Linked DNA regions of Mus musculus: regions 1, 2, 3, 4 and 6 are each linked to region 5. Evidence: chromatin contacts called from public Hi-C, Micro-C and promoter capture Hi-C data. All regions are on one chromosome and are shown on one strand. Each heading gives the region's core, a stretch centred on a gene start, on an enhancer-like site or on the middle of the called end of the contact. The rest is flanking DNA. Distances are from core to core; before and after follow the strand shown.

Evidence for each region. Promoter capture Hi-C pulls out the DNA fragments that hold promoters and counts their contacts. A called contact is a pair of places that touch in the nucleus more often than the background predicts.
Region 1: a contact with region 5 is called in a promoter capture Hi-C map of pre-B cells, with 4 times the contacts expected there. The contact joins the promoter of Cep131 here to the promoter of Fasn in region 5. A contact is called at or near these places in 1 of 39 promoter capture datasets (pre-B cells) and 2 of 115 datasets of contacts at active chromatin or transcription factors (memory CD8 T cells and pancreatic cancer cells).
Region 2: a contact with region 5 is called in a Hi-C map of CD8 T cells, with 4 times the contacts expected there. The contact joins the promoter of Wdr45b here to the promoter of Fasn in region 5. A contact is called at or near these places in 3 of 39 promoter capture datasets (the C10 cell line, pre-B cells and stem cell-derived epiblast-like cells), 1 of 484 Hi-C or Micro-C datasets (CD8 T cells), 2 of 115 datasets of contacts at active chromatin or transcription factors (embryonic stem cells and memory CD8 T cells) and 1 of 9 other capture datasets (adipose tissue).
Region 3: a contact with region 5 is called in a Micro-C map of embryonic stem cells, with 2.9 times the contacts expected there. The contact joins the promoter of Baiap2 here to the promoter of Fasn in region 5. A contact is called at or near these places in 1 of 39 promoter capture datasets (pre-B cells), 1 of 484 Hi-C or Micro-C datasets (embryonic stem cells) and 2 of 115 datasets of contacts at active chromatin or transcription factors (large pre-B cells and pancreatic cancer cells).
Region 4: a contact with region 5 is called in a Hi-C map of CD8 T cells, with 4 times the contacts expected there. The contact joins the enhancer-like site here to the promoter of Fasn in region 5. A contact is called at or near these places in 2 of 39 promoter capture datasets (the C10 cell line and pre-B cells), 1 of 484 Hi-C or Micro-C datasets (CD8 T cells) and 1 of 115 datasets of contacts at active chromatin or transcription factors (memory CD8 T cells).
Region 6: a contact with region 5 is called in a promoter capture Hi-C map of pre-B cells, with 3 times the contacts expected there. The contact joins the promoter of Fn3krp here to the promoter of Fasn in region 5. A contact is called at or near these places in 2 of 39 promoter capture datasets (pre-B cells and stem cell-derived epiblast-like cells), 1 of 484 Hi-C or Micro-C datasets (embryonic stem cells) and 1 of 115 datasets of contacts at active chromatin or transcription factors (pancreatic cancer cells).

Annotation. Positions count from the first base shown.
Region 1 is chr11:120,085,531-120,088,909 of GRCm38.p6, reverse strand. It overlaps Cep131 (centrosomal protein 131), which reads left to right and starts at 2,083. Exons shown (of 26, transcript NM_009734.3): 1 at 2,083-2,258.
Region 2 is chr11:121,352,255-121,355,949 of GRCm38.p6, reverse strand. Wdr45b (WD repeat domain 45B) reads left to right here and starts at 1,503. Exons shown (of 10, transcript NM_025793.3): 1 at 1,503-1,723. The coding sequence starts at 1,657.
Region 3 is chr11:119,941,636-119,945,365 of GRCm38.p6, reverse strand. Baiap2 (brain-specific angiogenesis inhibitor 1-associated protein 2) reads right to left here and starts at 2,274. Exons shown (of 14, transcript NM_130862.4): 1 at 2,118-2,274. The coding sequence starts at 2,171. Gm11767 (a long non-coding RNA gene) reads left to right here and starts at 2,272. Exons shown (of 5, transcript XR_001780400.2): 1 at 2,272-2,784.
Region 4 is chr11:120,303,192-120,306,918 of GRCm38.p6, reverse strand. No RefSeq gene overlaps it. Among named protein-coding and RNA genes, the nearest start is that of Mir6935, 42 kb to the left of the region's middle. Within about 2 kb of position 1,663, at least 315 of the 459 cell types and tissues checked have an H3K27ac peak or open chromatin away from gene starts, as enhancers often do. A contact at or near this core is called in CD8 T cells, where this site is marked.
Region 5 is chr11:120,822,723-120,826,019 of GRCm38.p6, reverse strand. Fasn (fatty acid synthase) reads left to right here and starts at 1,473. Exons shown (of 43, transcript NM_007988.3): 1 at 1,473-1,990; 2 at 3,168-3,297. The coding sequence starts at 3,177.
Region 6 is chr11:121,419,288-121,422,763 of GRCm38.p6, reverse strand. It overlaps Fn3krp (fructosamine 3 kinase related protein), which reads right to left and starts at 1,391. Exons shown (of 6, transcript NM_181420.3): 1 at 1,161-1,391. The coding sequence starts at 1,301.

The sequences.
Region 1 (3,379 bases), core at 834-3,333, 740 kb after region 5:
GTGTGATGTGCAAACCACTCACCTGGCCAGGAGAACAGCTAGCGAAGGGGCAGCTTTGGGTTACAAGAGTCCAGCTTGGGTGCTGGGGAGATGGCTCAGCTGTTAAGAACACTGGCTGTTCTCCCAGAGGTCCTGAGTTCAATTCCCAGCAACTACATGGTAGCTCATCTGTAATGGGATTGATGCCCTCTTTTGGTGTGTCTGAAGACAGCTACAGTGTATTCACACACACACCCCAACCATTCACCTATTAACGTCACTGAGAGAACAGGACCCAAACACTCCAAGAGCGGAAGGAACAGACACCAACTGGGACATTGTCTGGACAGTAACTAGAAAACATTCTGGCAGTTTCTTAAATAGCACTGATTTCTGCCCTAAGAATTTGCAGAAGATGGGAAAACCTGGGCTTACACAAAAGCCAGCAAGTGAGTGTCTACAGCTGCTTCCATCGTGTGAACTCTCGCTTGGAATAGTTGCTTCCTGGGGCATTCTAAGAGTCAGGTGACATGTTGGCTAGGACAGCAGAATGAATCCTCCAGCTTTGGGGTGGTTGGGGTGGGGATTTAGGAAGACACTCTGTGCCATCTTGTCTCTGACTTTCCTCAAGAGACAAAACAAAGGGTCCCAGCCAGCTGGTGCCTGAAGCAGCTGGGATTAAACAAGGAATGGCTCTGTAGGGTGTGGCGGAAGGGTGACTAAGTCTGAATGGGTGTTTACCCGACACCAAAGGATGTGAATTTTGATATGTATAAACCAAATCTTTCTCTTAATTTTAAAAAAGAAGCCACCGTGAGCGCATGCCTTTAATCCCAGCACTTGGGAGGCAGAGGCAGGTGGATCTCTTGAGTTCAAGGCCAGCCTGGTATACAGAGTGAGTTCCAGGACAGCCAAAGCTGCACAGAGAAACCCTGTCTCGAAAAAACAAAACAAAACAAAACACAAAACAAACAAACAAAAAAGGAAGCCACCATCAGTGTTTAAAAGCACCTACTATGCTGAGTGGTGGTGGTACACACCTTTAATCCCAGCACTTGGGAGGCAGAGGCAGGTGGATCTGTGAGTTCAAGACCAACCTGGTCTACAGAGGGAGTTCCAGGACAACCAAGGCTACATAGAAAACCCTGTCTCAAAAAAAAAAAAAAAACCAAAAAAACAAACAAACAAAAAAAAGCACTTGTATAGGACCGGGTTTTAGTTCCCAGCACCCACATGGCATCCTACAACCATCCATAACTCCAGTTTCAGGAGATCCAGCACCCTCAACATGATGCAGAAACTTACACATAATAAATCTTAGAAAGAAAAGATGAAAGCCAGGTGTGGCGGCACTTTGCCCGTAATTCCAGATTTAGGAGGGGAAAAAAGCAAAGGATCAGGAATTCCACGTCATTCTCAGCTATATAGTGTGTTCGAGGACAGCCTGGGCTACGTGGTATATGAGATGCTTTCTTAGTGCAAAAGTGGCTGAGGTTCAATGGCAGAGTCCTTATTTAGCACATGCAAGGCCCTGGACCACCATCCTAACTTACCACACACACACACACACACACACACACACACACACACACACACACGCACGCACGCACACACGCACTCACACGCACGCACACGCGCTTGTTCATAAGATTAATATGCGGATAATTTTTAAAGCATTTGAGTTTATAACATTGTTATTTAATGTAACTTCTGTTGGAGAGGCCATCTGAGCTTGTGGGTCCCGAGCCCTTTGGCAGACAGGAAAGACCACATCTATACACTTGGAGACTCCGACAGTGTCTTTGAAAGCAGTTAGGAAAGATTGGGGATAGGAGGCATCATTGCGCGGTCCTGCCAAGGCACCGGAGAGGCCCAGGGCTGCGCGGGGGCCTCAGAGGGTGCCGGGACCCGCAGGCTCCGCCTCCTTAAAGCCCCGCCCCTCTGCCTGCCCCACTCCACTTTGGCTTTCGGCAGCTCCTCCCACTCCGGGACTTACAGGACAGCCTAACGGCCCAATGAACTACCCGAAGATCAGGGCGGGCGTCCGGAGAGCCAATCCCTGAGCGGCGCGCGCTGCAAAGGCGGGCCGGCGTGACGGACAGCGGAGGAGGCACCAGGCTGGTTGCTAGCCGCCGCCGCCGCCGCTCGCCCCTGCGGACAGCGTTTTATTGTCACCCACGGCGGAGGCCGCGCCAGCCCCGTGGGGCCCCGGGTGGCTCTGCAGCCGCGCCCGCCAGGCCGAGCCCACGGGCCCTGCGCCCCAGGCTAGGTCCGCGCAGGTGAGGGGCGTCTCGCGGTGAAGGGTCGGGCCCTGCAGCGAGGTCGGCCTGTGCCCAGTACCCCCAGCCCCGGAAGGTCGCCGTGGGCTCCATTCGGGCGGCCCGGAACCCCTGCCTTAAACCTCAAGAGACCTAGGGGATGCGGGTCGCCCGCGGAGGAGCACAGCAGTGCGCTGCTCAAGGGCTCTGCCTCTGCGAGTCAGCTGGCCCCCGAGGGAGCAGGCTCCTGCCCCTCCGGCTCCTGCGGGAGGCGCGGTTTTGTCCAGGGTGAGGCTGGCCTCCCCAGCCTCCGGCCATCTGGCTTATAGATTTCCATGGAGAGGCTATGTTTACCGCCCAGAACCTCACTGGCTGCACGTGGTGCTGGGAAAGCTATGTCCACCAGACTTAGGAGCTTAGGATCCACCAAGGTGTAGCCAGTGCCAAGAAGGGCAAGGTATTAGGTTTCACCTACACAACCAGAAATGTGTAACGGGGACACTGGCCGGACTGATGGCAAAGCAGCCTCAGAGTAGGGACACTGCCCCCTACTACACACATCTGGATGTCAGTACCAAGGCAGCTTGACTTTGGACCATGGTGAGTGTATGCTCCTGGCTCCCTGACTCTGAAAGGGGATTGTAATCACTTAGCAGTTGTCCCATGTCCCATCTCCCAGGTCTCAGGACCTCAGTGCCCTCCACACATCAGGACCTAAGACTGTGTGGTCCCTGTCCTCTCAAGGGAGTCCTAGAGAAAGCAAAACAGTTGGTAGAAGAAAAGCTGATGGTGCTGTGGAGGCAGGGGGATTGCAGATGCAGTGGTGTGCTAGGATGCACTGCCAAGATTTGAGGAACAGCAGGGAGGGAGGCAGGCTTAGTTAATGCACAATGAAGTGCTTATAGAAAACAGGGTCAGAGCTGGACTTCTCAGGTACTCAGATTTACTCTGCCATCCTGAGAAGCCATTTCCCCTGTGGGTATAACCTGAGCTGAGAGCAGTGTGGAAGTATTGGGTGATGTGAGCACGGGCCCTGGCCGGATAGCCTGCTGTACTTGTGCAAAGCTCAGGGATGGAGAGGGTGTATAAAGGAGAGAGTCTGGGGCAGAGTTCAGGGCGTCTTGGGCTTTCAGGGATGAGAA
Region 2 (3,695 bases), core at 254-2,753, 530 kb before region 5:
ACGAATGCCTAGTATCCCGGTTCTTGGGAGCTTGAAGCAATATTACTGTGATACTTTGACCAACTTGGAGCTACATCGTGAGTTCCAGGGTTAGAGAATGAGACCTTGTCTCAACAAGATAAAGTGGAAGTACTGAAAGAAACACGCTCTCATGTGGCTCCTGGTAAGTGTCAGAGGTTTGTTAGAGCTGTGGCCAGACATTTCCCTAGAGATGAAGCCCTTGTCACTCCTTGCCAACAAAAAAACAAAAACCAAAAACCAAAACAAAGCCACCACAACATTCTGGCGTTATAAAGGCTCAAGTATAGGTCTCTCTTCTGGTCCTGCTGCTTAGGAAGCTAGACCCTATGAGAGATTAAACAACAGGAAAACTGAAATAAGATAAAGCTTGGATACCCTAAGTTTTTATTAGTGATTTACAATGTCTTAACATTTTTTGAGTCTCCAGATACATAATAACAATGTCCTTAGAGAAGCAGGAGTGTAGCCATCTGAGCCACTGAAGGCCTGAAGCTGGGGTCATCCAGCCCTGTGGAGATGAGGTGAATAGATATCCAGAGAGGCAGGTGAGTGTGTAAGCCAGTGAAACCCGAAGGAACAAGGCCTCCTTGACAGTGGCCAACTATCAAGACATCCTGCCAGGACCTTCACAGCCACCTTATTGTTGTGCAAATGTTCTCACAGATGGTGAGACCGTTTAGGGCTTGAACATTCATGCCTCAGCTGCCCTTTCTTAGGTTCATAACTAGAGAGATGAAAGGACAGTCCCTGAAGTGGTTTCCCCTCCCCTCTTCAGTGCTGATGGGATGAATGGTGGGCTGTGTGGGACTAGGGTCCTTCTGCTTAAGCTTCTTGAATCCTAAGACGCTACAAGTCTTCATTTGGGGGAAAGGATGGTAAACAGGTAAGGGGAGAAGCCAGTGAGGAGAGAGGGAACCAGAGAATGAATTGTAGTAGAGAGGAGAAAGCACCAGCTTCCAGAGCCATCCCAGACCCCTGTAAACAGAGCACCCCAAACAACAGTCGCGAGGTCTGGGGATCTTTTCTGTGAGGTTATGTCCTATTATGTCTCTTTGGAAATTTGTGTCTGTGAGAGGACGTGTCAGATGGTTGGGAAAGCTCGGGAAGAAATAGGGGATAGTCTGTCTGTGTTTGTCTCTCGGGGAAAATGCAGGTACCATTACACGAAGGCTGCTTCTGGTCGAACACGATGTGTATCGTGGGAACGCGGTGAGGGTTTCAGGAGACTGTGTTGTGGGCAGGAGCGTTGGCGCAGTCTCTTCTCTGCCCTGTCCTTGGTCCCATCAGTCCTGCCCTGCTTGTGTGAGTGCGGGGCACCCAGCTCTCTCCGCAGCTTCCCCTCGGCTGCGTCCTGCCCCGCCCCTTATGGACGCGCCCGGCGAGCCCTCGCCACCTACTTCCCGCCACCTACTTCCCTGCAGTGGACGCGTCTGTCCCTCGGCGCTTGCTGGTTGCGCGCACGCGCGCCCACAGATCCGCGCGCACTGATGACGCAGCACTGACGACACACGCACGACGCAAGTCCCCAGGACCCTGGCTTCCGGCCGCGGCGGCCCTAGCGCCGCGCGACCGGAGAGATCGCCTGGTTGCGAGCGGTATGCGGTGCTGAGGAGCCACAGTCCCTACGACGGCGCCATGAACCTCCTGCCGTGTAACCCTCACGGCAACGGGCTGCTGTACGCCGGCTTCAACCAGGACCACGGTGAGACCCCGGGCCCAGCTCCGTGGTAACACCCCAGCCCTTCCGGGAGACCCCGACCCAACGCTACCGCGACCGCAGGGCCCCGGAGCTGTCGCGAGCGTCCCCCGGACCCTAACCGGAGACTCGGTCGCGCCCTGAGAGCTCAGACTCTGGCGGCTCTTTCAGGAAATCTCCGAACCGCTCTGTAGGGAGGACCCCCCCCCCCCGCGGTCCTTTCCAGCCCGGGCACCCATAGCGGGGAGAAACACCCACCCCACCCCACCCCTCCGCGCGCTGCCGCCGCCCGGGTCGGCGGGCAGTGCCACTTTTTTACCGGGTACCTAAGAACCCGCAGGCTTACTGCTGGGCGTCAGGGTCTCCAGCGCTTACGTTGCCAGCGGGTGGCGTAGCGGGACCTGCCCGTCGCGGGGCGGCAGTTTGTCGTGGTTCTTGCGGCTGGCACCTTCGTGGAGTGTAGGTTCTTCGCCTTGATGTCTTAGCTGTACGCCTCTCCCTCCCCTCTGGTATTTTCTTCTGTTCTGTAGGATGAAAGGACTTACATGATTTGCGTTCCCGTGACTGCCTCTTGCCTCTTGAGTTTGGGGTCTTGGAGAAGGTATTCTTGCTTCCAAGATAATGGGCGGGAACCCCTCTTAGTGGGGATTATATCCCCGAGACGCTTTTTCTGCGTAACCCTCACTGTCCTGGAACTCACTCTGTTGACCCTGTCTCTGCCTCCCGGGGTGCTGAGATTAAAGGAGTGTGCCACTATGTCAGCTAACTTCCCTTTTCTAAATCTCCTCAAGGGAAAAGGGTAAAGGCTGATACTCTGGGCTTCTAAGAGTTATAACATCTTAGCTTTCCGTATGTAAAATTTCGAGGTGCTGTAGCAAATGTATGACTTACTGTCTTGGAAAGTGAACTTAACTTGATTTTTGTTATTGTTGGGACTGGATCTTGCTCTCCTGTTCAAGCTTATCTTAAGCTGTGCTCCAGGAATCTTCCCTTCACAGTCCCTGGAGCAAGTGGGATTGCATGCTCACTCTATTGCCCCTGGCTAAGAAGATGAGTTTTTTTGATTTTTATGTTTATTTTTATTTTTGAGACAATTGGCACTGTGTATCTCTGGCTGTCCTGGAACTCCCTAAACCTCCTTAAAAATGTTCACCACCTGGCTGTTTTTATTTTTGAGGTGGGGATCTTACTATTACAGACTATAGTTAGGTAGTGCTTTAAGTAGGTAGTGCTATTGTGCATCCCATTTGCATATATTCTCTTAGAGTCCATGTGCTAGGCATTTGAAGAAGTTTGAGGGATGCGTTCACTATAATCAGAACCTGTAGGATAGCTATAAGCTATAACATTTCCAAGGTAAACCAAGGTAAGAGGGAGAGAATGTGCATAGCCCATTACAAGTGTGGAAAGCCTTCCTTTAGATCGGACAGAGATAGGCAAAAGTATTATTGTCCTGTGGAAGCACAGACAGTTCTGGGAAGAGAGCAGTTAGACTCCAGTGTGGTGGCCTTGAGCAGTACGGGATTCCAGGCCTGGTTGCAGTGTTAGGGTTGGTCCCATTGTGGAACTGTGAAGGAGCAAGCGCATGTAGCATCAGCACGTGGGGGCTGAGAGGCTCATGGACATCATATGAGTTCCAGGACAGTTAGGGCTACACAGAGAAACTCTGTCTTGTAAAACCAGAGGGAGAGAGAGGAGAGAGAGAGAGATTAGCTTTTATCCAGGTGTGGTGGCACATACCTTTAGTCCTAGCATGTGGGGAGGCAGAAGCAAGCAGATCTCTTTTGAGTTTGAAGCTAGCCATGTCTACAGAATAAGTTCCAAGACAGCCAGAGCTACATAGAGAAATCCTGTTTCCAAAAAGAAAGAGAGACAGACAGACAGACAGACAGAGAAAAAGAAAATAGCTCTTGAGCTAGCAAATTGTCTAAGTTACTTTTCTGTGTGATGAGACACCATGACCCAAGTCAACTTATAC
Region 3 (3,730 bases), core at 1,025-3,524, 880 kb after region 5:
ACTGGCTGGACCGGCCTGAAACTGCACACGTGTGACTTTGGCTCTTCTCTGACTGTGCCTCTGTGTGGGCTGGATATCTCCCTAGCCCACATGCCAAAGCTGCCCAACCTGTACTAGCACCACCATACATCATACACATCAGTGACAAAATACAAAACGAGAACAGAGCACAGGAGTCAATGACTAGGCCTCAGTGGATACAAGAGCCACCTGCCTACACTGCAAGAAAGCCCTTCAGACATCTACACCCGACCTGTGTCCAACACCTCAAAAACTCAAAAGATCTCATCACCTCATGTTCACATGGAAGGTTCACCAACCACTGCCCCACCAAACCCACAGTAATTCCATTCTAAGCTCCCAGCCTGCTAGCCCTCAATCAGTGCCATGATCCAGATCTTCTGGATCCAGATTCTCTGCCACTGCAACAGCTCTGACTGGACATCCAGATGAATTACAGCAGCATGTGAGTGAAGCCTGAAGCCGTTACGTGCAGGCTGACTGCCCGGGCATGAGTTTTACTAAGGAGAACCATGGGACTCTCCAAAGCAAAGCTACTCCTCATACCCTGCGTGATTCTCACCATGGAAGTTCCTCTTTAACGATTTCAGTAAAGAAGCAAGAAAACCAGACTGTGACCAGTATTTCTTTTCCCATTCCCCTGCAGTACAAAGCAAACTGTAATGGAACTAATGACTAATAATTTAATAAACCTCCCTCTCCCGACAGCATGTGCTTCCGCAGACCAACAAGAGGGGAACATATACCATGGAGTCTACAGATACTAAACATAAAGAACAAAAGGCTGTTCTCAATCTTGTTTGCCGGCAGCTTGAACATGGTTTTAGAGCTCCTTCAGCCCCTACACCCACCTTCAAGGTTCCTCCAGACCCATGTAACTACAACTCTAAAGCCTTTATTAAATGATGAATTAAAGTATAATCTGCCCCCGGGACTCCAGCTGAAACCTAAGCAGCCACCCTGGAGGCTTCCATCTGCTGTAGGCAACAGAGCAAGCACAGCTATGAGGGTTTCACAGGCCATTGCCTAGAAAGGCACAACCATGGTTGGTTCATACAATCAGAAACTGTTGCTCTCGAGCAGAGCACAATCCCATTTAGCCATGAACCAGCAACTCCATGTGAAAACCTAGTGGCTGGTGGAAAGCCTTTCACTCACCCTTAAGACAGTTTTGAAATAAAGCACAGCTTTGTAAAGAGGACTGCCATGCACAGGGCAGGGCAGGAATTTCTCTCTTGAAAAAAAAAATGTCACTGAGAACTGCAGCGGACCTGATGCCATCAGGGAGCCCCAGGCTGTGCTGTTGAGGGTAAGGGGCCAGGGCTGTGAGAACCCATGGTGAAGAAATAGGAAATGGCCCGTCCATCTGTACCCAAAGCATGGACATAACATGACACCAGGGGGCTTGCACAAGGCTCTGCAGTTCTTCCATGAGAAACTGTCATTTCACAGATTAGTATGTGAATGCGAGACTCTTAACACATATCAGAAGCAAAAGCAGGCGCGTCAGCCTCCTACACAATTAGTCTTCTCCCTCTGCGGTTACATAAGATGATGGATTATCTGTCCACCCATCCAACCTGTCCGAGCTCGACCTCCCACTTTGGGCCACGTCCATTAACACTCGTAAAGGAGTTGTGGAAAGGGAAAGCCTGTTGAAGAGAAAGTGCCCAGAGGCTGGCATAACAGCACCTAGAAGAGCCCCACGGTGCCACCGCGCCAAGCAAGCGCAGGGCGACCGCCCGCAGCAGCCTGCAACCTCCACGCCGCCCCCGCTCCTTGTTCCCCTCACTCTGGGATGCAGCGGACCAGGCCAGATCGCAGAGCAGCCCAGGCCCTGAACATCTCGGTCCCTCCGGACGCCAGGACAGACAGGCGTACTGAGGGAGCGCGCGGGGGCTGAGCGGCGCCGTCGGGGTGGGGGCGTCCACTCGTGCTCGGGGACGGCGCGGGCCGCGGCGGGCGTAAGGACCCTGGGCGGGCGCGGCCACCTGTGACCAACGGAAGATCGGTCCACCACACCCGCAGTCCGGGAGCCGGTGCCCTGCTCGGGCCTGAAGACCTAGGGGCGACTCGGAGCCGCGCTGGAAACTCACCTTGTAGACATTTTCCGTGAGCCGGTGCATCTCCTCCGAGCGTGAAAGCGACATGGTCCTGGGTCCCGGCTACACCACAGACCAGAGCAGGGGCACGGGTGGCGGTGAGGAAAGCGACAACTGCAGCAACAGGAAAAGGCGCGCAGACCAGGACCACAGAGCGCGGCGCCCGGCGGCCGCTGCTTTTATAGCCGCTGAAGGCCCCACCCCACAAAAACCCCGCCTCCGGGCCCCGCCCCCGCCGCGCCCGGATCACCGCCCCCGGCTGTCCGCCCCCGCCCAGCCTAGCCGCTGCTAGGCAACCGCCAGGCCCGCTCCTGCGCCGTCTTTTCTATTGGTAGATTTCGGAGGCGGGGGCGAAGGGCGGAGCTAGAGGAGGGACTCGGAGGCCGGCTCCGAGCGGCAATTGGTCGGCCGCTGGGAGGCGGAGGCGCGGCGCGCTGAGGCCCTGGAGCTGCCTGAGGGGGTCGGAGCGACAGCCGGGCTGGGGGCGGAAAGCGGGGGCGGGGTGGCGCAGGAAGAGCTAGCGCGGGGTGTGGGCGGTGCGGGTGGCACCGGCGCGAGCGCGCGTGGAGGCGGCACTCGGGAGGCAGCGATCCGAGCTGCAGGCCCTCAAGGGTCCCTCAGGAGTGCGCGACAGGGGCCGGTGGCTCCCGCGCTATTGCAGGTGAGTCGGCGAGGCGTGCGTCGACCCTGGACGGTCTTCCGGAAGGGAGGAAACCCGGAGCCGGAGTAGGTGGAGACGGAGGAAGGTGCTGAACTCTAGCGGGAGAACCCTGAGCCCTGGAGGCAGGATCGGGACAGGGTGGGCCCTGGGGCGGGTGCTTGTGGTGGACTGGTGCTGAACGGAGGGTGGCGGCCGACAGTTGGGTCTAGAATTCCGGGAAGAGGACCCAAGAGAGGAGCGAGGGAGACGTGGAGCGAGTTCCATGGGGTGGTTCGGAAGGGAATTGGGGCGGGGGCGGGAGTTGGGTGGATAGCTCCGGGGGAGGAGCCTCTCAGCACAGCTTGGAATTGCCCAGTAGCTGATGGTTTAAGGAAGGGTAAGGCTTGGCTGAGAAAACTGACCAGGTTGGCACACGGGGTTCCAACGCGGTTCCCTTTGAAGAAATATTTACATCAATTAGACGAACAGAGAGGAATTATTTGCTTTACATTGTAAAACACCAGAGCTGAATGTTTCCTTTTAATTAAACATAACACTCCAGCATCCATTTCCTGGACAGCTGGTTACACCACTCCAACAACCCAGAGGACACAAATCCAAGGCGCGGCTGTCAAGCCTCAGCAGGGGACTCAGACGGCCCCTATTCACTTTGCTACATGTGTAAGGAGAAGGAATTCAGCCCACTGTCCTCTGTTTCCTTGTCGTCTATGTACATCTCTGTGTACATCTCTGTGTATCTGTCTTTTCTTGGGTTCTTCTTGTGACAGAAAGCCAGCTTAAACTAACTGGCTGTCAAATAAGGACTTGTCAATTACTGTTCACTGCGACTGGTTGGTTACAGCTGCCCCTTCATCTCACTTTCTAGTCCATTTAGACCAGCATGGTATGGTGCCTACTCAAGCACACACTGATCCCCTCACTGATCAGAAAGCCAACAAGGAGCTGT
Region 4 (3,727 bases), core at 414-2,913, 520 kb after region 5:
ACCGTAGCTAGCTCTCCTGACTCATAAAATGCACCCTTTTCCCACCAGGCATTTGAGGCTGTCTGAGAGCAGCCTGGACAGGAGGAATATGGTAGCAGCTTAGTCAGGCTCCCAGGCAAGGTCTGCTCCTAGTGGGCGACCCACACTCAGGATTCCTGATACTTCTACAATGGGCTTCCCACCACCCCGGTACACCTGGGAAGTCTCAGCTCCCGATGAAGACTTCCTGTTTCTTGCGGGGGGGGGGGGTGGCTGGAGCGACCTGGGAACTGTAGAGCTCCAAATGCCGGAAGCTAAGATGCCCAGGTGCCTGAGGGCACAGGAGCAGCACCATTCCCACACCAAACAGTCCAGCAACGTTCACTCTCTGACCAGCAGAGAGGTTCTCTGGGCTCAAAACAGCAGGAGAGGAATGTGCTTAAAACTTCATGGGGTGGGGATTGTCCTCCCCACCTGCCCCGCCAGACATTCACCATTCCCAGCCACCCAGGGGAAGAAGAGCCCACAGATGTAGCCTCAAATACCCCGTCCTTAGGACAGACACCTGCTAGAGGCCTGGGGCTGAGAGACCTTCCAGAACCCACTAGTGTCAGGCTGTTGGGAGGTGCAGTTCACTGTATCACTTGCTAGGAAGGCACTCTAAATTCTGATAGGGTCTTGTAGACGCCCGGTTCTAGGAGGGGACGTTGGAAATGCACTTCCACACCCCATACTCTCTCTCCTTCACCAACCTAGGCTTGAGCAAGAGCTTCACTAAGTCCACTCATGTTATGGGGATACTGAGGGTTCCCTGACTGACCCCGCACCCCACAGGCTGTGTGGACACTGGGTGCCTGTGTCCACAACCCGCAGCACTGTGGCCTCTCCGCAGCCACAGCTTTGCTGTGTAAAGGGCTGAAGCAGTTTCTAGATGGAGGGTGTTGGGACCAGAGGTCAGACCTGCCTGACTCCCTGACTCCCCCAGTTCAGCCTAGAAAGCTCTCTCTCTGGAGTTTTGCTGGCTCTGGGCTTCTGAGGCACCATTTTCCACTCCAGACAGAGTCCACTACTACCACTGACTGACTGAAGGTTTAGGAAGAGTTAGCACAGATGGGCAGTCAGGGCAGAAGTTCTGTCCCATTCCCACGGAGCCCGTGTGAGTCTTGGATAGGAACGGAGCTCATTCTGCAAACAGGATCAGGTTGGTAAAGATTCTCTCTCGCTAAGCAGTTTCCCACGTGGCCTCACTCTTAAGAAAGATCCAGAGCCCCTCTTCTATCACTGAATGTTAGGTTTTTAGAAACATTCCAAGCTTGCTGCCAGGTTGGTTCTGTTCTTCGCCACAATTCCTAGGAGACAAGGAGAAAACGAGGGTAAGAAACCCGGGAACGGAGAATGAAAGAGCTCGTCCAAGGTCAGACCCTAAGAGGGCTGCGTTGCAGGCGGCTGCTCCTAGTTCGCGTGTGCGAACAAGCGGGGGGTTCCGGGAGGCGCGCAGGGCCGGAGTGGGCGCGCAGGTGGCGGGGCCGGAGCGGGCGCGCGGCGCGGGCGCAAAGAACAAAAGGGCGCCCCACTCCCGTCCCACCCGCCCTCTCTTAGCCAATCGGCTTGGCCTGAGCAGCAGAGGCTCTCTAATTGGCTGCACAGCGACCAATCACACTCCAAGGCTGAGAGCCCCCCCCCCCGCAACCCCACGTGGGGTGATGTTCCTCGCTAGAGAAGGGCGGGGCACGGAGCTGGGCCTCGCTTGGCGCGCCTCGGGGACCTGACGGCGACCCGTGCAGCCCTGGGGGATCCCCTGCGGTCGCCAGTGGACCTCGTAGCCTCCGGTCCCCATGGGGGCGTCGTCAGGCTCCTTCGGCGCCTTGGGAGTGCAGAGCCTCCCGGATGGGAGGTGGTAGGGCAAACACGGGGTTGACCCCCGCTCTCATGGGAGGTGTTGGGGGATGCAGAAGAGCGCCACCTGGGTTTGGCTCGGAGGCTGAAGCTGGTGGGGTGGAGGAAAGGAAGACACGGTCCTGCTGTTTAGTGGCAGAGGCATCAGTTCATTCTTGGATGGAGTCCGGTTTTGACACCTCCTCTCATGCCCTGGGGACACAAAGAGAGGTGGCCTCTGTGCAAGCTTGGGGGCTAGTCCTCCCCAGGCCGTTTCCATTAGTCTCCCCTCCAAACTACTCCATGTGGAACATACTAGAATGTTTTTTGATACGGGCAATTGACACGGTCTTACATTTTTATGGCACCCTCAGACGGGACATTTGAGGAGAGTTGAATAAATGGAAAATACATGACTTAAAGGAGGAGATGTCTAGTACCCAAGCCGGCAACCAAGGGGAGCTGCCTCCACCCTAGACAGGGAGGGCAGTTGCAGTGGAGAAAGAGGCCCGTTTAGGAGCTGTGACCTTGGAAAGGGGACTCAGTGACCTGACAGGGAGGTGCTGGGTGGTGCAGCACCAGCTTGCCAGCGCTTCCCACTGGCCGAATGGAGGCCCAAGCTGGAGCAAAGGAACCCAGGCCAACACTGCCTGCAGCCATTTTCTGCTATGGGTAGGGAGATGGGGTAATGGTGGGGATAGCTGTGGTGGTGTGTCAGGGTGCTGAGGCCCAGCAACAGGAGTGTGTCCTGCGCTTGTACTCAAGTGTGAATAGAGTCTTAGGAAACATTGGGTTTCGTTTGTGAGCAGTAGGCATATGTAACATAGGTGAGGCCCTGAGGCCGTCCACCTGTGCAGCCTTGGGATGGATTGGATGGGACTGGGCAGAACCTTTGTTCCCACAGAAGACAGCCTGCAAGGCACAGAGTGGTCTCAGGGCAATAGTAGGGACCTAAACTCTGTCTCAGGGACTTGGGTCCTGCTTACTGGTGTCCTGGGGCCCCGCCCTGGGGAAAAAACGGGCACAGACCAGGCATGGAAAAGTTTGTGGTCCAGATGAAGATGTGCGGGAACCACAAGAGGTCTAGAAAGGCTCCTCACAAAAAAATGGGAGCCAAGGAGAGGTGTGGAGCTTGATGCGGCGTTTAAAGGCCGCTAGGACTTGGGTGGGGGGCAAGGCACAGAGAAAGGCGCAGAGCAGGGAGGTGATACCAGGTGTCCGGAGAATGTGGCCCATGGCGGGTGTGGTCGTGTGCAGCGGGCCTCTGACAAGAGGAAGGCGGGGGACACTGGCAACACCCCTCCTCCGTCATAAGGTGGTAATGATAGGATTATCTGGGAGGCTGCAAGGAGGATGTGCTGTGTGCAGTCCAGTGTCTTGCAATTGACAATTGCAGGCTCAGTGCACGCATATACACTGTCAGTACAGGCTCTGGTCACAGTCAAGGAGACGCGGGCCGTGGGTGTGTGGGCCGAGTCTTCTGTGTGGATACTGTGGAGGATTTCCAGTAAGGATAGCTCCCTTGCTCTTCTATCCTGCATTGTCTGAAGTTGCTGTCCTATATAGTTCACAGGTCTGGCCCCGGAGTCCTCGGCCTCCTGCCTACCTCTACGCAGCCTTCTTGTGAGCAGGGGCAGCAGAACCAATCCCAATCCTGCTGTTAAAAACGGGTGTTTATGGGCCTGGAAACAGCAGTGTTGGGTCCAGATCCAGCTGCCCCGAGCCCTAGGGCAGCCACAGAGTGGCACTTTGGAGGCAAGTCAGGCATCGTCCTCAGAGGAGCAGCCCTAGCTGTGGTGCTGGGGTCCAGGTGCCCTGGGGAGTTGGAACAGCCTCAACGTACCAGGAAAAAGCAGACATCATCTCCTGATGA
Region 5 (3,297 bases), core at 224-2,723:
CTCAGTAATGTGGTCTTGGATGCCAGTTGAATAACTCAGGCCTAGGTAGCAGACATCTGCAGATCACTCCTGCTGTGGGTCTGTAGTAGGTAGCTCTCAAGGTGCATATGCAAAGAGAGAGCCATAGGATGCTTTTACAAGAGCCCACCTAGGTACACTGTGCTGTTTTCACGACTGGCAGGGGCCATGGCAGGCCATCCTGACGTGGCTCTCTCATATCCACATCTGGCAATCCACTTTGTTTGTCACGTGTTTCTGAGATGTAGCCATGCAACTTCCTTTGGTGAAAAGATGATCAGAGAAGTTTGCTCTGCCCTCAGCATCCTGCTCTGTGCACGGCCCAGACTCTGCATCCCTGGGTTACATCTCCTCCAGCTGAGACCCTGACAGCTGCAGAGGGCAGAGCTCTGCTGACCACTTAGGGTTGGCCAGCAGCCTGGCCAGTGAGAAGGCAAACATGACCTATCTCAAGGCACCAGGAGCTGGGGTGGGACTGCTCTGGCTAGTATGTGTACAGGCCTTTTGTAAAACTTTCCTAGGCTGGCCCTGAAACCCAAAGACACCCACAAAGGCATAGGGGCAAAATGGGAGAGCTTGGGGGCAAGCCAGCTTATGGGCAGAATACACCTGCCAGTCCTATAGGCTGCCCTTCAGGGTCCCTGCTTAGCCTCCTTCCACAGAAAGCCTGGGTGGATAGCCAAGTTGGAGAAGCTAGAAGCCAGGGTTGACAAGCAAGGCTCTGAGGCTCTGGCTTTTGCTATAGACTTGCAGTCAAGGACCACTGACACTAGCCCCCTTCCCCCTCCCCCCCACTCCCGGGCCATTACCCCATAAGGAGGTCAGTCTTAGTGGCCTGGGCCTGTAGTGGAAGGACAGGAGGGAAGGGAACAACCTCTCTAGGCACTCAAGGGACCCAACCCTGAGAAGTCTGTGTCTTTTTGGACGGTGAGTTTTGTCATCCCCCGCCCCCAAATTCGATAACCCTTTGAAAAGAGGAATTTAAAGGGAGGGAGGGAGAGGGTCCCGGAAACTCAGGGAGGCGCGCAGCAGCTCCTTTGTTCCCACCAGGCGGGGGAGGGGTGGTATCCCGCTCGCCAGATGGCCGCGCCTGGACACTGAGCGGACTCCGGAGGCCGCCACACGCGCCCGTCAGTGTTCCCTATCCTGCCTACTGCTCCCGTCCCTGCCCGCATCCTGGTCTCCAAGGTGGCCACAGAGGGTGGGAGTCCGAGAAAGCTGGGCCACGATGACCGGTAGTAACCCCGCCTGAGGCGCCCTCCGCCAGGGTCAACGACCGCGCTTGCGCGGGGGCCCGCGAAGTGCTTTGCCGCTGTTGCCGGCCCATCACCCTATTGCCTAGCAACGCCCACCCGCGCGCCGCCATTGGGCCACCGAGAACGGCCTCGGTGTCCAATTGGTTTCGATGTGGAGCAGGCCACGCCCCTCGGTTCCGCGCGCGCTACGATCGCGGCGTGGAATCGCAGCGACACGGACCTGTCCCCCCGCGTGGCCCTGGTGTCCTCCTCAGTGCAGAGTTTCCAGTGTGACCAAGCACGCCCGACCCACACTGCGCGCGCACAGTGCACACCTGGCACCGGCCGCGAGGGGGTGGGGGTGGGAGGACAGAGATGAGGGCGTCGGGATGAGCCCCGCGTGGCCCGCGCGAGGCCGGGGGCGGGGACGGAAGCAGGCGGGGGCTGCGCGTTCCTTGTGCTCCAGCGCGCGCCCGTGCAGGGTCCCGGCTGGGGGCGGCGCGCGCGGGCATCACCCCACCGGCGGCGGCGCGCCGGGTCCCGGGGCGCAGCCCCGACGCTCATTGGCCTGGGCGGCGCAGCCAAGCTGTCAGCCCATGTGGCGTGGCCGCGCGGGGATGGCCGCGGTTTAAATAGCGCCGGCGCGGCCTAGAGGGAGCCAGAGAGACGGCAGCGGCGTCCCGTCCAGTTCGCCTGCCGCGCTCCTCGCTTGTCGTCTGCCTCCAGAGCCCAGACAGGTACGCCGCTGCGTTCGGGGTTCCGGGGCGGCAGGCCGGTGTCGGGATGCCACGGCTCCAGTGGAAGGATAGGCGGGCGCCCATCCTCGGCACCCCTGCGCTCACAAAAGCGCCGCCGCGCCCCTCCGACAGCCAGCCACCGGGCTGAGCTCCGCGATCAGGCCGAGAGGGGCGCGGGAGGGGTGTGCGGAGAGCCAGCGCGGCGGGCCGCTGTCACGTGGGCGCCGCGCCAACCGGGTGCAGGAGTCTGGGCGCCTCGTGGATGGGGCCGGGGCCTTCACTCGCACTGGGCGGCTTTGGCAGGGCGCAGGAGGCCGCGGTGGTACCCGGGCTTCAGCTTGGAGAAGGCAGATGCGGGTCTGGGTGCGCACGAGGCCCCAGGGGCCTCAGCGGAAGTCATCAGACCATCCAGGCCTCACCGGCTGGGTGGCACGGAAGCCTTCTCGTTGGACTACGGTTGCAAGGCCTGAACTGCCCTGGGCAAGTGCCTTAGGGACAGGAGGATCTAGCAGATCCTTCTGCTGCCTCGGCCAGGTTACAAAGTGTTCGACCAGATGGCGAGAGGCTTCACCTTTCCCCTAACCGCACCAAGCTGAGAGTAGTATTCCAGGTCGGACCTTGCTGAAAGGGTCCATTGGCAGGGGATCGGTTTGCCTCAGCCCTGCTAGGCCTGGGCACTCACTAGTTGTCGGGCCTGTTCCCTCTGGGTCCTAACCAAGCCTGGCGTCCTGGCTGGCACTGAACGGCAGTCAGTCTCCACCCTCTTCGTGAAAGGGAAGCGCGCTGGCTTCCCCGTGGCTTAAGGTGAGAGTGCCCCAGACCCTGTTTCTTGAAGCCCCACTTCTGTTTGCAAGTTCCTGATTTGACTAGCCTGGGATGGAGCATCCAGTAGGCAACTGGAGATCCTATGGTCCCAGGTAGCTCTGGCAAAACATGGTAGGGTCAGGCCAGGTCAAGTGTCTACCCTGGAAGGGCTGACAATCTCAGAAGTAGCTATCAGTGCAAGGAGACCTAAGCACTCAGCTCATCCGTTGTTTACAGCTGAGTTCTGCTAGTTTCCACTGGGGGCTTTCTGAGCCCTTGCTCTCAGAAAGTCTTGAGGTGTGCTACCTGTGGATTTAGGTGGCTGTAGCTGGGAATGACTGTGAGAGACCCACCATGCTATCTTCCCCCACAGAGAAGAGCCATGGAGGAGGTGGTGATAGCCGGTATGTCGGGGAAGTTGCCCGAGTCAGAGAACCTACAGGAGTTCTGGGCCAACCTCATTGGTGGTGTGGACATGGTCACAGATGATGACAGGAGATGGA
Region 6 (3,476 bases), core at 142-2,641, 600 kb before region 5:
AAACAATAACCAAAAAGAAAAAAGACAAGAAAAAGAAAAAGAGAGAAAAGAGCCTGAACTCAACTCCAAACAACAGAAAACACACACACACACACCACTAGTTTGAAGATGCAGCTCAGTGGTATGTATCATACTTGCTTAGGATGTGCATGGCTCTGGGTTCAACCTGTCATCACAAAGAAAAAACAAATCAAAGTGGAAATACTGAGGGCTGTAGAGAAAGGCTACTATATAAAAACAAGCAAAACCAGAACAGAGAGGCCCAGCTGTAGAACATGCAGGAGACCACGAAGACTGTGGCTGAGGGCAAACTGATGGCTGAAGACAGGGGTTGAGGCAAGTCCTGAGAAAATAAGGGTATTCCAAAGGTTAACACACATGGGAGAGGCAGGTTCCTTTCTTGAAAGAAAAATGACCACAAATGCAAAAAGCTAGGCTCGTGGCTAGAACCTGCAATCCCAGCACTCCAAGAGACAGAAACAAAAGGGTTGAGTTTGGAAGTCAGCCTTAGTGACAGAAACCAACTCTAACGTGGAGGGTGTGTAGGGCTTAACAAGAAGATAAACACCTTCAGTTTCGTCTTTAAAAAAACTTTGCCAAGTTCTACAGAAGCCATCCACGTCCCTTCCAAACAAAACCTGGAGTGAACAGCTTAAAATGACAAAGGGACAGCAGCAACCAGGAACACAACTGAAGCCTTGGGGCTCTCACCCTATCTTCCATTGGGCGCTTCAGAAAAAGTTCACTCTCAAACAGAACGTGGTGGGATGAGTGTGTTATTTTGATCCTTTAAGATCTTTGATCTGAGTTTTGAAATAAGCTCCAGATAAACACGAGTACTCTGGCGTTTCTCAAAACTAACCAGCCAGACGTGAAGGCTTTCTCAAAGAAGCGGGCATAGCAATCTCTGAATACCACGCGCTGCACCTGCATAGCCACCGTTGCCTTAGCGGGCACAGCGGGCAAGGGCAGGGAAGCCGGAGGCCAAAGGGAAATCGCCGGGCTGTGGACAGCGGGCAGAGACTGTCGCTGAAGACTGAGTCTCTAGCGCTACCCAACCCGGGTCAGCTCAGGATCTCACACACCCCGGACCCAAACCACCGCCCCATTTTAGCCTCGGGTCAACGAGCCCGACCCTCACCCAGCGCCGGTGGCCCTACCTCTGCCTTGGAGTTCACTTTCACAAACACTCGTCCTTTGTCCGTGTCATAACTCTGGCCCTGGCTAATGCACCCGCCTCCCGAGTGACCCGTAGCTTTGACCGAGCTGCAGCCCAGCTCCCGCTTAAGCAGGGTCTCCATGAGAGCAGTTCCCCAGCCGACCCAGTTCAGGCCTGGAGCAGAAGCGGGTACAGGGGCGGGGCGGGGTAGACACAGACCAGTGACGGGATTGGGTGACAAGAAGGAAGGGGCGGGGAAACCTTTGGGAGGGGCGTGGCCTGACTGGTTAGGATTGGTTGAGAGGCAGAGAGACCGCTGCCAAGTTTTCTCTGGCTGCTGGAGCGCAGGAGCCGGGTGGTAAGTGGGTGGAGCGCCCAGCCTCCCCGCTCTGGTGTGCTGAACTCTCTCAATTCAAACCTGTTTAAAACAATTCCCAGACAGCTGTGTAGAAGGACGGAGGTTGCTCCCTCCGCTCCGGGTTCTGTCTGAAACCGCCAGCGAGGTGAAGCTGAGCCCTTAGGGTTTTGCAGAGGATGACGCATCCTTTCTCAGGGATGTGCTGGCCGCGAGACCATTTCCCTGGCCAGGAGGCCTGCCCTCCTGTGGGAGGTATGGAGGTCCTTGTGCCTACAAGTTAAGCACTAGTAGAACCAGGAATGTAACGCAGAGTTGTTCCTTCGAAGGAAAGGATGCATAGCCTGTGAGCAGATGTAGTTGCCCAGGACCTTTGTACTAATCTGTGTGCTGGACCACACGGGATCCTCTCCCAAACCCTTCTCATGAGTTTGTCAATCTACAGAACCGATCTTTAAGATGTTGATCCCACTGGTCAAGAATAAGACCACATAAATTAAATTAAATTTCATGTAAGCTTTAATACTTTAAGTACTGCCCACGTGGATGTACTTTGGTCAGATCCTTGCCCAGGTTCCCAGGGAAATGGCCCCAGTCAGATTTTGCAGGGGCTTAAAAAAGCAAAAAACACAATTCAGCGCATTTCCAGTCAGGTCCAATCAGTGGCAAGCATACATTCTGACGTATTTCCTACTCATATACCTCCCTTCCACGTGTGAGCAAGCAGATCTGGTATAGATGGGCCAAATAAACTTGTTTAAAGAAGTGAAAACTCGTGACTTGTTATTTTCCATAAATAATAGCCTTTAGCATTTCAAGAAGTATCTGTCCTTGGGCAAGGAGCTTACAGGTCAGATGCATTTTTTTTTTTCATGGATCGCTTAGGCATAGTAATTAAAACTTAAAACATAACTTTGGCTTTCACAATGTCACATGTACGTCACAAAGAGTTTCAACATACTCACACCTTAAGTTTTATTTTGCACACAAGATTGAGTTGATCACCAGGAAATTTTTCACTAAATTGTGCTGCGACTAAAATATGCCTAAATAAACTACACTGGGTCAGACTTGAAGTTTGAACCAACGCCAGTCACCTAGTCTTATTAAACAGAACTGCCACTACCGGGCAGTGGTGACACTTGCCTTTAATCCCAGCACTTGGGAGACAGAGGCAGGTGGATTTCTGAGTTCAAAGCCAGCCTGGTCTACAGAGTGAGTTCCAGGACACCAGGGCTACACAGAGAAACCCTGTCTCAAAAACAAACAAACAAAACAAAACAAAACAAAACCCAGAACTGACTTCTTGCCTCTGCCTGTCTATCCTTATTCTGCTAGCTGTAATGGTTATAAAGACCCTCTCCAGCCCTCCCTGTCCCAAACGTAGAGTAAAAGGACCAGAGACAAAGGGAAAAACACCTTGACCCTGACTTGACTCCAAGCCAAATCCAGGGCCAAGAAACAGAAACACCAATCCCTGAACATGAAATCACGCCAATCTCTAAACTTGCCCCAAGTTTAGGCCACAAAAATTTCACCAATCTCCAGGACAATCTGGAAAGCTCCCCACCTTCACCCCAAGAAACCCCTCACAAAGCCTGTGTTCTGCTCTGCTCCCTGCTGCTTCTCATCCAAGCAGAGGCAGCCACCCTCCTGGGTTTTCCCTCCCAATAAATATCTCGTATGAGGTTTGTTGTGCAGTGTGATTTTGTGGAGCAGAGCTGTAACACTTGTCTTGAGGAAATTTTCCCCCACTGGAGCAGAGCTACAACATTTTTGCTGGAGAAACGTTCCCCTGCAGGAGCAAAGTTATAACTTATACCCTGGATGCTCACCCTCCAGCACTCAGCTCAGCTGTCCTCTCAGTCTGTCCGAGCTTCCAGGTCTGTGACAATGATCTGCAGTGCAGGACTCAGACTGTTTAAGTGTGTAAGTCCTAAACTGGAGGGGCATGCTGCTTCC